Linked DNA regions of Pan troglodytes: region 1 is linked to region 2. A link is a contact called in public Hi-C data. All regions are on one chromosome and are shown on one strand. The core of a region is the stretch at or near the end of the contact, and the rest is flanking DNA. Distances in the headings are between cores, read along the strand shown. Region 1 holds the start of UBB (ubiquitin B). Region 2 has its middle 27 kb from the start of LRRC75A.

Region 1 (5,989 bases), core at 1,279-3,778, 140 kb after region 2:
TGCTTGGCTCATCAGTTAAAGCATATACAGCAAAGAGACAAGATTATGGTCCCATACTACCACCCAGGTTAAACACTTTGGTGTAATACACTACAGAGCAATAAACAGCTCATAGTCACCCAATTAATTGCAGAACTGAAAGCAGTTACGTTACCACTATTCAAGCAGCCTGAATCAAAACTTTGTTTCTCCAGCAATCCTTGATTAGGTCTCAACAGGCGCATTTGCTTTCCTTCAATGTAAAGAAAATGCCTGCAATCACTTGAGCCCAGGAATGATAGTGAGCTGTCATCGTGCCACTGTATACCAGTCTGGACTACAGAGCAAGACCATCTTTTAAAAAGCCTGCATATCCAACTTTTTGAGATGTTGTCTTGCTCTGTCGCCAGGCTGGGGTGCAGTGGCACGATCTCGGCTCACTGCAACCTCTGCCTCCCAGGTTCAAGTGATTCTCCTGCCTCAGCCTCCCTAATAGCTGGGACTACAAGCATGCGACACCACGCCCAGCTAATTTTTTTAGTAGAGACAAGGTTTCACCATGTTGGCCAGGGTGGTCTCCATATCTTGACCTCGTGATCCGCCTGCCTCGGCCTCCCAACAGACTTTAAATTCGAGCTTCAGAAAGTTTGCCATTAACCCAGGATCCTAACTTGTAATGACTTAAACAGCAAAGAAGGCTCTTACCCCTCAGCCCACCCAAGTGTATACCAGAGTCAAATGACTTAACTTTGAGCACATTACCAATCTCAAAATTAAATCCCTAAACATTTTCACCAGTTTAAGCGTACCCACACATCACTAGAGAATTTCATGACAAAACACCAAGTATGCTACCATGCAACGAAACCTTTATTAACATTTTGAACAGGTTCAGCTATTACTGAAACTTGTAATTTCTAAACTTAAGTTGGGGCAAATGGCTGTAGTGCAGAGTAATGCCATCACTGGGCACTGCGAATGCCAAGACTGAAGAATTAACAGCCACCCCTCAGGCGCAGGACCAGGTGCAGGGTCGACTCTTTCTGGATGTTGTAGTCAGAAAGAGTGCGGCCATCTTCCAGCTGCTTGCCTGCAAAGATGAGCCTCTGCTGGTCGGGAGGGATGCCTTCTTTATCTTGGATCTTGGCCTTCACATTTTCGATGGTGTCACTGGGCTCCACCTCCAGAGTGATGGTCTTGCCGGTCAGGGTCTTCACGAAGATCTGCATACCACCTCTCAGACGCAGGACCAGGTGCAGGGTCGACTCCTTCTGGATGTTGTAGTCAGAAAGAGTGCGGCCATCTTCCAGCTGCTTGCCTGCAAAGATGAGCCTCTGCTGGTCGGGAGGGATGCCTTCTTTATCCTGGATCTTGGCCTTCACATTTTCGATGGTGTCACTGGGCTCCACTTCCAGGGTGATGGTCTTGCCAGTCAGGGTCTTCACGAAGATCTGCATACCACCTCTCAGACGCAGGACCAGATGCAGGGTCGACTCCTTCTGGATGTTGTAGTCAGAAAGAGTACGGCCATCTTCCAGCTGCTTGCCTGCAAAGATGAGCCTCTGCTGGTCGGGAGGGATGCCTTCCTTATCCTGGATCTTGGCCTTCACATTTTCGATGGTGTCACTGGGCTCCACCTCAAGGGTGATGGTCTTGCCGGTAAGGGTTTTCACGAAGATCTGCATTTTGACCTAGTTTAACAGTAAAAACATAAGCGTGTCACCTCAGGATCATTGTATTTCTTGCTTTTACATCTAATATTCTTCAAAATTAGCAACTATTCCTTCAAAATGCCTTAAATACGTTAATATTCCGCAAGCCTCCCCTCAATTTTACAAGGCTAAGTCACTTAATACGAAACTCGTCATTCAAGGTTTCAACGTCAACAGCGGAAAATCCAGAGCGCTCTCTTACCAAGCGTGCACAGCTTTCCCCACTAACTGTTCCGGATATTCAAACTCCCCCGACCGAACTCCAATCTGCCTCAAACCTAAGCACGGTGTTAGGCAAACAAAACAAAACCAAACCCACAAGACTCGCGAAATAAAAATCCCATTGAAACACAAGAAGGGGCACCTTTCTCACACTGGGATTCCAAAGTAAAGGCTTCCAGAAACCACACCAACTACCTCTTTTCCGCCTTCCCCGCGAAGTAAACTCGACAAAATCGCCGATCGGTTAGGCGTCCGTTAGTTTCCGTCAACGCGCGCGCGCCAACCGCCCTCGCCCCCCTCAGGTCAACAAGGCCCACTCTCCCGGAAAGGCCCAGCGCCGCGTCACCTCGCCCTCCCCTCCCCCACGCCCTCCCCTCAGCGGCCCACCCAACCCCAAGAAGCCTCCACCTTGACCTCACCCATTCCCCCCTCTCACGCCCCCCCAGGGTCGTTACGGCTGCGGGCCAGTACCTGTTAGCGGATACCAGGATCCTGCGAATCACCAACCACGTCCACCCACAGGGACACAAACAAGCTCACCCAACAAAGCCAACCGCCCCTAAATGCTCCGGGCTGGCGGAGCGCAAATTTATGCAACGAGTGTTGCGTCACTTATCACCCCTCACGTAGACGCCGTCTCCGTGCGCCGCTGAAAGTAGTTCGCCGCGCCCAACCTCCCGAGACGCAGTTTAGGCTTTTCAACTGAGCCCCAAATTCCTCATAGCCTTAAGAAAGGATCCTAAAAAATTATTTCCCTTCTCCTCTATGCGCTTCTCTTCCTTCTTTAGGAAAATAAAAGAAAATTATCAGGCGGATGAATTTGAGTTAAAGAAACCTTCCTCGAAAGCTCTGGAAACTTCCTTGCAGCGCCGGCACTGATTGGTTAGGCCTGCGAAGGCGAGGTCGGCGCTGATTGGTGGGGGACGCGGTGGCTCTGTTGTTGCTGGGCTCCACCTGGGGTGGCTTAGCGCCGAGGTTGCTAAGTAACTGAGCGCGCGTGCGCTGCACAGGCGCGCCGTCCTGAAAGAGGGTATTTCCGGCGGGAGAAGGAGGGAGGTGTTTCCTTTTTTTTCCTTTTTTTTTCTTGAGACGGAGTTTCGCTCTTGTTTCCCAGGCTGGAGTGCAATGGCGCGATCTCGGCTCATCGCAACCTCTGCCTCCCGGGTTCAAGCGATTCTCCTGCCTCAGCCTCCCAAGTAGCTGGGATTACAGGCATGCGCCACCACGTCCGGCTAATTTTTTGTATTTTTAGTAGAGACGGGGGTTTCACCATGTTGGTCAGGCTGGTCTCGAACTCCTGACCTCAGGTAATCCACCCGCCTCGGCCTGCCAAAGTGGGCCGCCGCGCCTCAGAAGCGGGACGGCGTGGCACCAGATATCGAGACACCTGGTGGTGATTGTGAAGCACAATTCCCTCTCCCATGTTTTAAAAACGCGCGCCCCTGGCCGGGCGCAGAGGCTCACGCCTGTAATCCCAGCACTTTGGGAGGCCGAGGCGGGTGGATCATGAGGTCAGGGGTTCAAGACCAGCCTGGCCAAGGTGGTGAAACCCCGTCTCTACTAAAAATACAAAAAAATTAGCCGGGCGTGGTGGCGGGCGCCTGTAATCCCAGCTACTTGGGAGGCTGAGGCAGATAATTGCTTGAACCCAGGAGGCAGAGATTGCAGTGGGCCGAGAATGTGCCACTGCATTCCAGTCTGGCGACAGAGTGAGACTCTGTCTCAACAAACAGACAAACAAAACACACGAGCCCCTCATACACTGGCCAGTTGTTTTTGCTTTTTTGCGACAACGTCTGGCTGTGTCCCCAGGCTGGTGTGCAGTGGTGTGATCACCGTTCACTGCAGCCTCGACCTCCAGGGCTCAAGTTATCCTGTCACCTCAGCCTCCCAAGTGGCTGGGACCGTGGACCACGCCTGGCTTTTTAATTTTGTATTTATTTTTTGAGACGGAGTCTCGCTCTGTCACCCAGGCTGAAGGCCAGTGGCGTGATGTGGCTCACTGCAACCTCCACCTCCCTGGTTCAAGCGATTCTCCTGCCTCAGCTTCCTGAGTAGCTGGGATTACAGGTGCGTGTCACCATGCCTGGCTAATTTTTGTATTTTTTAGTACAGATGGGGTTTCACCATGTTGGTCAGGCTGGTCTCGAACTCCTGACCTCAGGTGATCTGCCTGCCTCGGCCTCCCAAAGTGCTGGGATTACAGATGTGAGCCACTGTTCCTGGTCTAATTTTTTTTTTTTTTTTTTTTTGTTAGATCAGAGTCTTGCTATGTTACCCGGGCTGTTACTGAACTCTTGGGCTCAAGAGATCCGCCTGCCTCGGGCTCCCAAAGTGCTAGGATTACAGGCATGAACCACTGTGCCTGGCGGACTAGCCGCTTTTTATTTTTCTTCGTGGTTATTGCAGGGTTGTGGAGCTTTAAATCATGCTTCTGTAGTCAGAGTGCTCTTAGTTGCATTGTCTTAATCCTCATCACGGCCCGAGAACAGTCTGTAAATCGGGAGTTCAGAGTGGGACCCTCTGCGGGGACCGGAAACCTGTTGCTGAAGCCGCTCACCACCAGGCCCAGAGAGGTGAGGCTGGAGCCCATGGTGACAGTGGCCGGGCTTCGCTCTGGCTCCAGCAATACCTGCAAATCCAGTTCTTCCCAGCTGTTTCTCCGAACTGGTAGGAAAAAAAAAAATGCAGATTAGGGAGCCGAAACCCCACTTCAAAAACGGGAATTCACCTACAAGAAAGTAGCTGATACTGCTCCCATTGACGTGCTTGTTGTGCAAGGGTGAGGTTAACCAGCTAGGACCAAGCAACGGGTTTCCCTACACCCTGGGTGTGGCCACTCGTCCTGCAAGGAGATAACCCAAGGAAGGTGAGTAAGGCAGATGTGTTTGGATCCTGGTGCCTGGCACAGTCACGGGGGTGGGGTGGAAGTAAACATGAAATTGGCTGTTTTTCACGTGATACCAACCTTCATAATGTAAGAAGTAGTCTAGAAATGTGTGTATTAATACAATTAAGTAAACATCTCTTAGAAAGGTCGCTAATTACTAAATTTCAACATACCTGAGCATAACGTTAAGAAGCTATGTCGACAAATGAGCTGGTATATGAGTTAACACCTAGACAGCTTTCAGTTAAATTAACTAAAACCGGGATCTACTGTCTACTGATGTGAATAAGCAGGAGATAGAAATAAACAGTTTAAGATAATTTTGGAAGTGATTTTGAACGACTTGGGAGGTAGTTTATAAAACGTTTATTTTATTATATAAAGTATGGATTTTCCTTTTTGTTAGCCTAACAGTGATTCTGAATTTGTTTCACCAACCAGCAGCTCCTCCTGAATCATACATGTTGATCGCAGATTGAGCTAGAAGGCAGATCTCATGACTGGTATAATGACTTCACTGGGAAGTTCTAGCAGTTGCCAGAACTATAAGTTAGTTATACAGGCTCCTGGTTCAATGTTTTCCCGAAGTAGGTCATTTGGTAACCTAAGATCAGGAATTTGGTAATCTGGCACAATACTTGGCACTGTGCTCAATAAATGTTTGTTCAGTGACTAAAATGCAATCTTCTCTTTTGTTCAACTGGAGAAAAGAAACTTTGTGACAGCCTTAAAACACAAAGCAAAAACACAGTAGAGTACTGTATTTCATCTCCATAGGCAAATGCTATTTGCCTTGGCAGTTCCTTCAAAAGAAACAAAGGGGGATTGATTCTGAGATTCTAAGTGATTTTACTTGGCTAGATGCCTTTTAATAAAAATCTGTGAGAAAACTATAGTTCCAATTAAAAGTTCACAGTTGTTTTCTTGACATTATTTGGTGATATTTAAAGTGTGGAATTAGTCTCTGATTTGTCAATTCCTTTATATTTCACATTTGGCTATTTATTTCAATACAATTACATAATGAACTCCTAATTTATCACAAGCAAGTTAGAAACTTTGATATTGAATGCCCAAAGGAACACAGAGCAAAATCTGTACTGTTTTCATGTTAGGCCTCAAAAGTACAGAAATCTATCCATTAAAAAATAGCTAATTTGGGCAGATTGCAGTGGCTCATGCCTGT
Region 2 (6,369 bases), core at 3,605-6,104:
GTTGGTTAGATATCTCAAGCAACTAAGAGCGTACTGCCATGGATTTTGCCTTAAAGTAATGACGGTGCATTTACCAAACCACTCTTCCCTCTCTTACCTCCAAAAAAATTGCTGTTCTCTCCAGGGCAGCCACAGCTGGAGGGGACGCTAGCTAATCCTCTTATCCCACCACTAGATGGCAGGACAGTCCAGTCTGGCAAATCTCTCTGCCCTGCCTGAACTTCGATGTCCGCATCTTTAGTGAAGAGTCTTCCTAACAGAAATGTACTTCCTGGTTAAACATTAGTTTGGACTCAGAGAGCAGACAGGCTCAGATTCAGGCTGAGCCTCCTCCAAGGCAGACAGGTGTTCTCCTGAGGTGCCATTAGGGTTGTACTCATGTGGAGTGAGACGGGGCAAAGCGGAGAGGGAACCAGGGAAGGGAAAGAATTGGTGATAATCAGATGTCCTGGAGCTTAACTTGCCTGCAGTCTGATGGGTTAGTATGGCAAAGTGGGGCCTGGAAGCCTCAACTCTCTATACCCATATAACCCCTCCACCCCATCCCTCTGCCTCCTGAAGACCCCTGAACAGCAGAGGCCAGTCCCAACAAGGAGGCCAGCACTAGGCTCCCCATCCTCTCTGCTCCAACTCTGTGGGTGTTTAACACACCAAAAGCAAGACTTCTACCAGCCAGGACCCTCTGTGAGCCCCCAGCCAGGAGACAGGCTCTGGGTTCTGAGATGAGGGAAGACGACGGCATGATGTATGCACCAGCCTTGGGACTCCTAGCAGTACTTCCTTTCTGACACACTATTTTTTCAAAACATCATCCCACCCCTTGACTCAATGCTCTCACTAAGGCCAAGCGCCACGAGGTGACTGTGCCAGAAGCTCCCCAGCCAGTCGGAGCAGCACTGAGATCAGCAGATCCCAGGATCCTACCTCCCAACCTGTTGTCTTCCCAGCACACTGGACTATAGAGAAGACACCCTTGTGATTTGCTACAGGACCCTGCCCCAGCCTCCCTATCAACCTGCACAGTGGTGAGATGCAGTGAGGGCTTCTAGATTATGATCCGGACTAGGATCAGATTGGTCTGGTCTGATGACCCTCTCGGACACTTACTAGCTATGTGACCTTGGGCATGTAGTTTAACCTGTCTGTGCTTTGATGCCTCATCTGTAACATGTGAATTCTTATTGTATCTATGTTTCAAGGCTCTTGTAAGGATAAAATGAGATTGTGTGTGTTAAGGGCTTCCCACAATACCTGACATACAGTGCTCTGTAAATGGCAGAATCAAAAGTTGGATCGAAAATTTAATACATAGCCACAAAAACAAACAACCCAACCTAAAAATGAGGAAAGACCTGGCCGGGCGCAGTGGCTCACGCCTGTAATCCCAGCACTTTGGGAGGCCGAGGCGGGCAGATCACGAAGTCAGGCGATCAAGACCATCCTGGCCAGCAGGGTGAAACACAGTCTCCTCTGAAATACAAAAAAAATAAGCCAAGTGTGGTAGTGTGTGCCTGTAGTCCCAGGTACTCAGGAGACTGAGGCAGAGGAATAGCTAGAACCTGGGAGGCGGAGCTTGCAGTGAGCCGAGATCGCGCCACTGCACTCCAGCCTGGGCAACAAGAGTCAAACTTCCTCTCAAAAAAAAAAGAAAAAAGAGGAAAGACCTTTAACAGACATTTCTCCAAAGAAGATATACAAGTGGCCAACAAGCACATGAAAATGTACTCAACATCACTAATCACCAGGGAAATGCAAATCAAGACCACAATGAGAAATCACCTCATACCTGTTAGGATAGCCATTATTGAAAAACAAAACAAAAATCATAAAACGAGGGTTGATGAGGATGTGGAGAAATCAAAGCCCTTGTGCACCATTGGTAAGACTGCAATATGGCCCAGCCACTATAAAAACAGTATGGGCTGGGCACAGTGGCTCAGCCAATAATCCCAGCACTTTGGGAGGCTAAGGCGGGAGGATTGCTTGAGCCCAGAAGTTCAGGACCAGCTTGGACAACACAGTGAGACCCTATCTTTACAAAAAATAAAAAATTAGTCAGACGTGATGGCACACACCTGTAGTTCCAGCTACCTGGGGATCTGAGGTAGGAGGATGGCTTGAGCCTGGGAATTTAAGGCTACATTGAGCTATGATCAAGCCATTGGGCAACAGAGCAAGATCTTGTCTCATAAATAGATAAACGGAGACTCTTCAAAAAATTAAAAATAGAATTATCAAATGATCTAGCATTCCCACTTCTGAGTATATACCCAAAAGAATAGAAAGCAAAGTCTCAATGAAACATTTGTATATCCACATTCATAATAGGATCATTCACAGTAGACAAAAGGCAGAAGCAACCCAAGAGTGCATTAATAGATGAATGGGCAAAGAAAGTGTGGTTCATGCATACAAAGGAATATCATTCAGCCTTAAAAAGGAAAAAAATTCTGACACATACTATAGCATGAATGGACCTTGAAGACATTTGTTGTCAAATAAGCCAGTCACACAAGGACAAATACTGCATGATTCCATTTATATGGAATCTAAAGCAAAAAAAAAAAAAAAACAAAAAAAAAAACCTCATAGAAGCTGAAAGCTGAAAGCTTGTTACCAGGGCTTGGGGAGGAGAGATGGGGAGCTGATGCTCAATGCATGTGGAGTTTCGGTCACACAAGATGAGAAAGTTCTAAAGTTAACAAGCCTGTACTCTACACTTACAAATTTGTTAAGAGGGTAGATTTCATCTTACATGTTTTTCACCACAATAAAAAAAAGACCGAGGCCAGGTGCGGTGGCTCATGCCTGTAATCCTAGCACTTTGGGAGGCCGAGGCGGGCCGATCATCTGAGGTCAGGAGGTCGAGACCAGCCTGACCAACATGGAGAAACCCCGTCTCTACTAAAAATACAACATTAGCCGGGTGTGGTAGTGCATGCCTGTAATACCAGCTACTCAGGAGGCTGAGGCAGGAGAATCGCTTGAACCCGGGAGGCGGAGGTTGTGGTGAGCCGAGATTGCGCCATTGTACTCCAGCCTGGGTGACAGAGCAAGACTCCGTCTCCAAAAAAAACAAAACCGAGAGAGAGCTGTCCCCTTGCAAGTCTTAAGGCAGCCACACTCTTCCCATCTAAGCCTAACTTCCCTCCCCTGCCATCTGTGGCAACTGCAGCTTCCATTAGGCATCCCTGATAACCAAGAAACTGTTAATTTTTCTTCCTGCCCCCTTCCCCAAAGGAGAGCCAGCCTAGACTGGCCATTCTTACAGGATTCAAGAATGGAGGAAAGTGCTTTTTCCCTCTTTCAAGTTGCCTCTAGTTCATGGTTTATTTTTTCAGTAAGTGTTTGTTGAGTGTCTACTATATGCCAAGCACTGTGGTGAACTTTGGAAACACAATATTGGATAGGACCAGAAGGACCCTGCTCTCAGGGAATTTACTTTCTAATAAACAAACAAGGTGGCCGGGCGCAGTGGCTCATGCCTGTAATCCTAGCACTTTGGGAGGCGAGTGGATTGCCTGAGCTCAGGAGTTTGAGACCAGCCTGGGCAACACGGTGAAACTCCGTCTCTACTAAAATACAAAAATAAAATAAAATAAAATTAGCCAGGTGTAGTGGCGTGTGCCTGTAGTCTCAGCTACTTGGGCAGAGGTTGCAGTGAGCCGAGATCGTGCCACTGCACTCCAGCCTGGGCAACAGAGTGAAACTCTGTCTCCAAAAATAAAATAAAATAAACAAACAAGTTAACTTCGGGAGGTGTCAAGTGCTATGATGCGACTAAACAGAACGATCTGTGAGCATCATGGGCATGTCCTAAAGTTCTCTCTGAAAAGAGGATGACTGCCTCGAGACTTAAAGTGAGAAGAATCAAGCTAGCAGGGATGGCATTCTGGGCAGAGGAAACAGTATGTGCAAAGGTCCTGGAGCAGAAAAGGGCATGCTGTGTCTAAAGAACAGAGAGAAGGCCAGTGTGGCCCCAGCACAGTGAGTGGGAGGGAAGCTGGAGCTGTAGCCAGAACTGGACTGTGCCGGGCTTCATAAACTGAAGTAGAAGCAAAAGCAAAATGTAAATTAATATTGCAAGGGATTGTCCTGAGAGATATTGTCAGCTACTAACATGCAAGTCACTCACTGAAGTATAGTATCCAAGGACGTCCTTGGGTTCACACCCAGGATCTGTAACTTGTTACCTGTGTGACTCTAAGCCAAGGGTTCTCAAACTCAGCTATGCATTTGAATCACCTGGAGGTCTTGTACAATGGGCTCCCGGGCCCCACCCCAGAGTTTCTGATCTGGAAAGGGCCCAGAGTTTGCGTGTCTACCAGGTTCACAGGTGGTGGTGACACTGCTGGTCCTTGGACCACATGTTGAGAACCATGCTCTAATGATCCTCTCCAGCAAGTCAGTGATTCTCTCTGAGCCTTTTTCTTCTGTGAAAGTGCCCTTCTGACCTGATTGATGTGATCATCAGATGAGATAAAATACAAAGCATAAAGCCCTTTTTAAAGAACAAAAAAGACAGACACACAGAATGATCACCTTAACGGTGTTCACTAAGCTCCCTTCCTGTGTGTTTCCTTCACAGCTGATACAGAATTTCACATATGGCAAGAGCAGCTGACTGCTTGGGAGCAATGCCGGTTTTATTCCATTCACTCTACGTTTATCTAATTCTCTAAACACATAGGAGAACCTCCGGTGCTGAAGAATAGAGAGCTGCCCGCCCCGCCTGGGAGAAACCTTCAGATGCGCCCCCGTTGTTCCCCCGCCGACAGAGGCTTGATGCCGCTTCAAGTGCCCGCAGTTATTTTTGTCAGCCATCCTCTCCTCCCACTCCTCCCAAAGAAAGCATTCAGTGAGTCATCGGGAGACCCGGAGACATCTGACGGTTGCTCAGCTGGTATCCGGCCACTGAGGAGAAGGAGGAGTGTGTTGATGTCCCCTTGGACTCTCCTTGAAGAAACTGCATAGATTCACAGACTCCTGGAAAATCAGAATCCAGAATGTGCACATGATACACGTTTGGTGTGTGTGTTTATTTGTATTCACTCACGGATTCAACAAATATTTGTTGATTACCTGCCATCTACCAGACTTGTTTTAGACTCTGAGGACACAGCATGTACAAAACAACAAAGCCCCTCTCATGGGGTTTATGTGCGTAATAGTCTCTCATAGAGCATGTACTGGAAGTCGTGAGGTGTGTAGTCTGGCAGGGAAGAGAGTCAGCCATCAAATGGATGTGGTGAGTGTTATGGCGCTGAGATGGAGAGATATATTGGGTGGCGTACGGAGAAGCACAGGAGGAAGAGGCTTCCAAATGGGCACCCTGATAAGTGGACGTTAAATGGCGAGTGGCATCTTCCAGGTTCACTCAAAGGAGGCTACTCTCCATTGAGTTAACCTCAGAAATGCATACATGGAAGTACCCTAACACGTGACCCCTTTCTCCTTTCCAATTTCTTTCTATGCTGGCCCCACCCCTAGGTCTTGGAGGTACATAGCTTGTTGTCCGGTTTCAGTTTCACAGCTGGAGAGAAACTTTGCCTCAGGAAGAAGTATACTGGGAGCCTCACCCATACTGGGTTTAGATGAGATTTAGATGAGATTTTGAACTTAAAAGTTGGTGCTGCAAAGAGTTAAGATTTGGAAACTGTTGGGATGGGGTGAATGTATTTTGCATGTGAGAATGACATTCATTTTTAGCCAGAGGGAGAAGCGTTATGGGCTGAATTATGGTCCCCCCAAAATTATTCATGAAGTCTAATACCCACAACCTCAGAATAGGACCTTATTTGGAGATAGGTCTCTAAAGAAGTAATTAAGTCAAAATGAGGTCATTAAGGTGGACCCCAGTCCAGTAGGATTGGTGTCCTTATGAGGCGATTAGGACACAGACACCCACAGAGACACCCACAAAGGGATGACCACACGAAGAGGCAGGGAGAAGATGCCATCCACAAGCAAGGAGAGAGGCCTCTGAAGGAACCAACCCTGCCAACACCTTGATCTTGAACTTCTAGCCTCTGGAATTGGGAAGAAACAACTTTCTGTTGTTTAAACCACCCGGGCTGTGGTATTTTGTTATGACAGCTCTAGCAAACGAATACAGAGGTGTTTGTGAAAAGGAAGCAGCACAGTGTGGTAGGGTAGGGTAGTACACTCTGGGCACCTCCAAACAGTTCTGCAGACTTGGAGTGTAGGGTGCAAGGGATGGAGGGGAGGCTGGAGAGATGGGCAGGGGCCCGGCCATGAAGGGCCTCTGGTGACAAGGATTTGGGACTTAATTCAGCGTTCAAGGTATTGAAGTATTGAGGATGAAGTCAGGCTGGGCGCGGTGGCTTGCGCCTGTAATCCCAGCACTTT

What was found. A called contact is a pair of places that touch in the nucleus more often than the background predicts.
Region 1: a Hi-C map of stem cell-derived neural progenitor cells shows a contact between it and region 2, with 3 times the contacts expected there. The contact joins the promoter of UBB here to the enhancer-like site in region 2. A contact is called at or near these places in 1 of 7 Hi-C or Micro-C datasets (stem cell-derived neural progenitor cells) and 1 of 1 datasets of contacts at active chromatin or transcription factors (stem cell-derived excitatory neurons).

What each region holds. Positions count from the first base shown.
Region 1 is chr19:53,618,635-53,624,623 of NHGRI_mPanTro3-v2.0_pri, forward strand. It overlaps UBB (ubiquitin B), which reads right to left and starts at 2,529. Exons shown (of 2, transcript NM_001009117.2): 1 at 2,385-2,529; 2 at 975-1,670. The coding sequence starts at 1,664. The coding sequence ends at 975.
Region 2 is chr19:53,472,302-53,478,670 of NHGRI_mPanTro3-v2.0_pri, forward strand. No RefSeq gene overlaps it. Among named protein-coding and RNA genes, the nearest start is that of LRRC75A, 27 kb to the right of the region's middle. Within about 2 kb of position 4,855, at least 7 of the 24 cell types and tissues checked have an H3K27ac peak or open chromatin away from gene starts, as enhancers often do. A contact at or near this core is called in stem cell-derived neural progenitor cells, where this site is marked.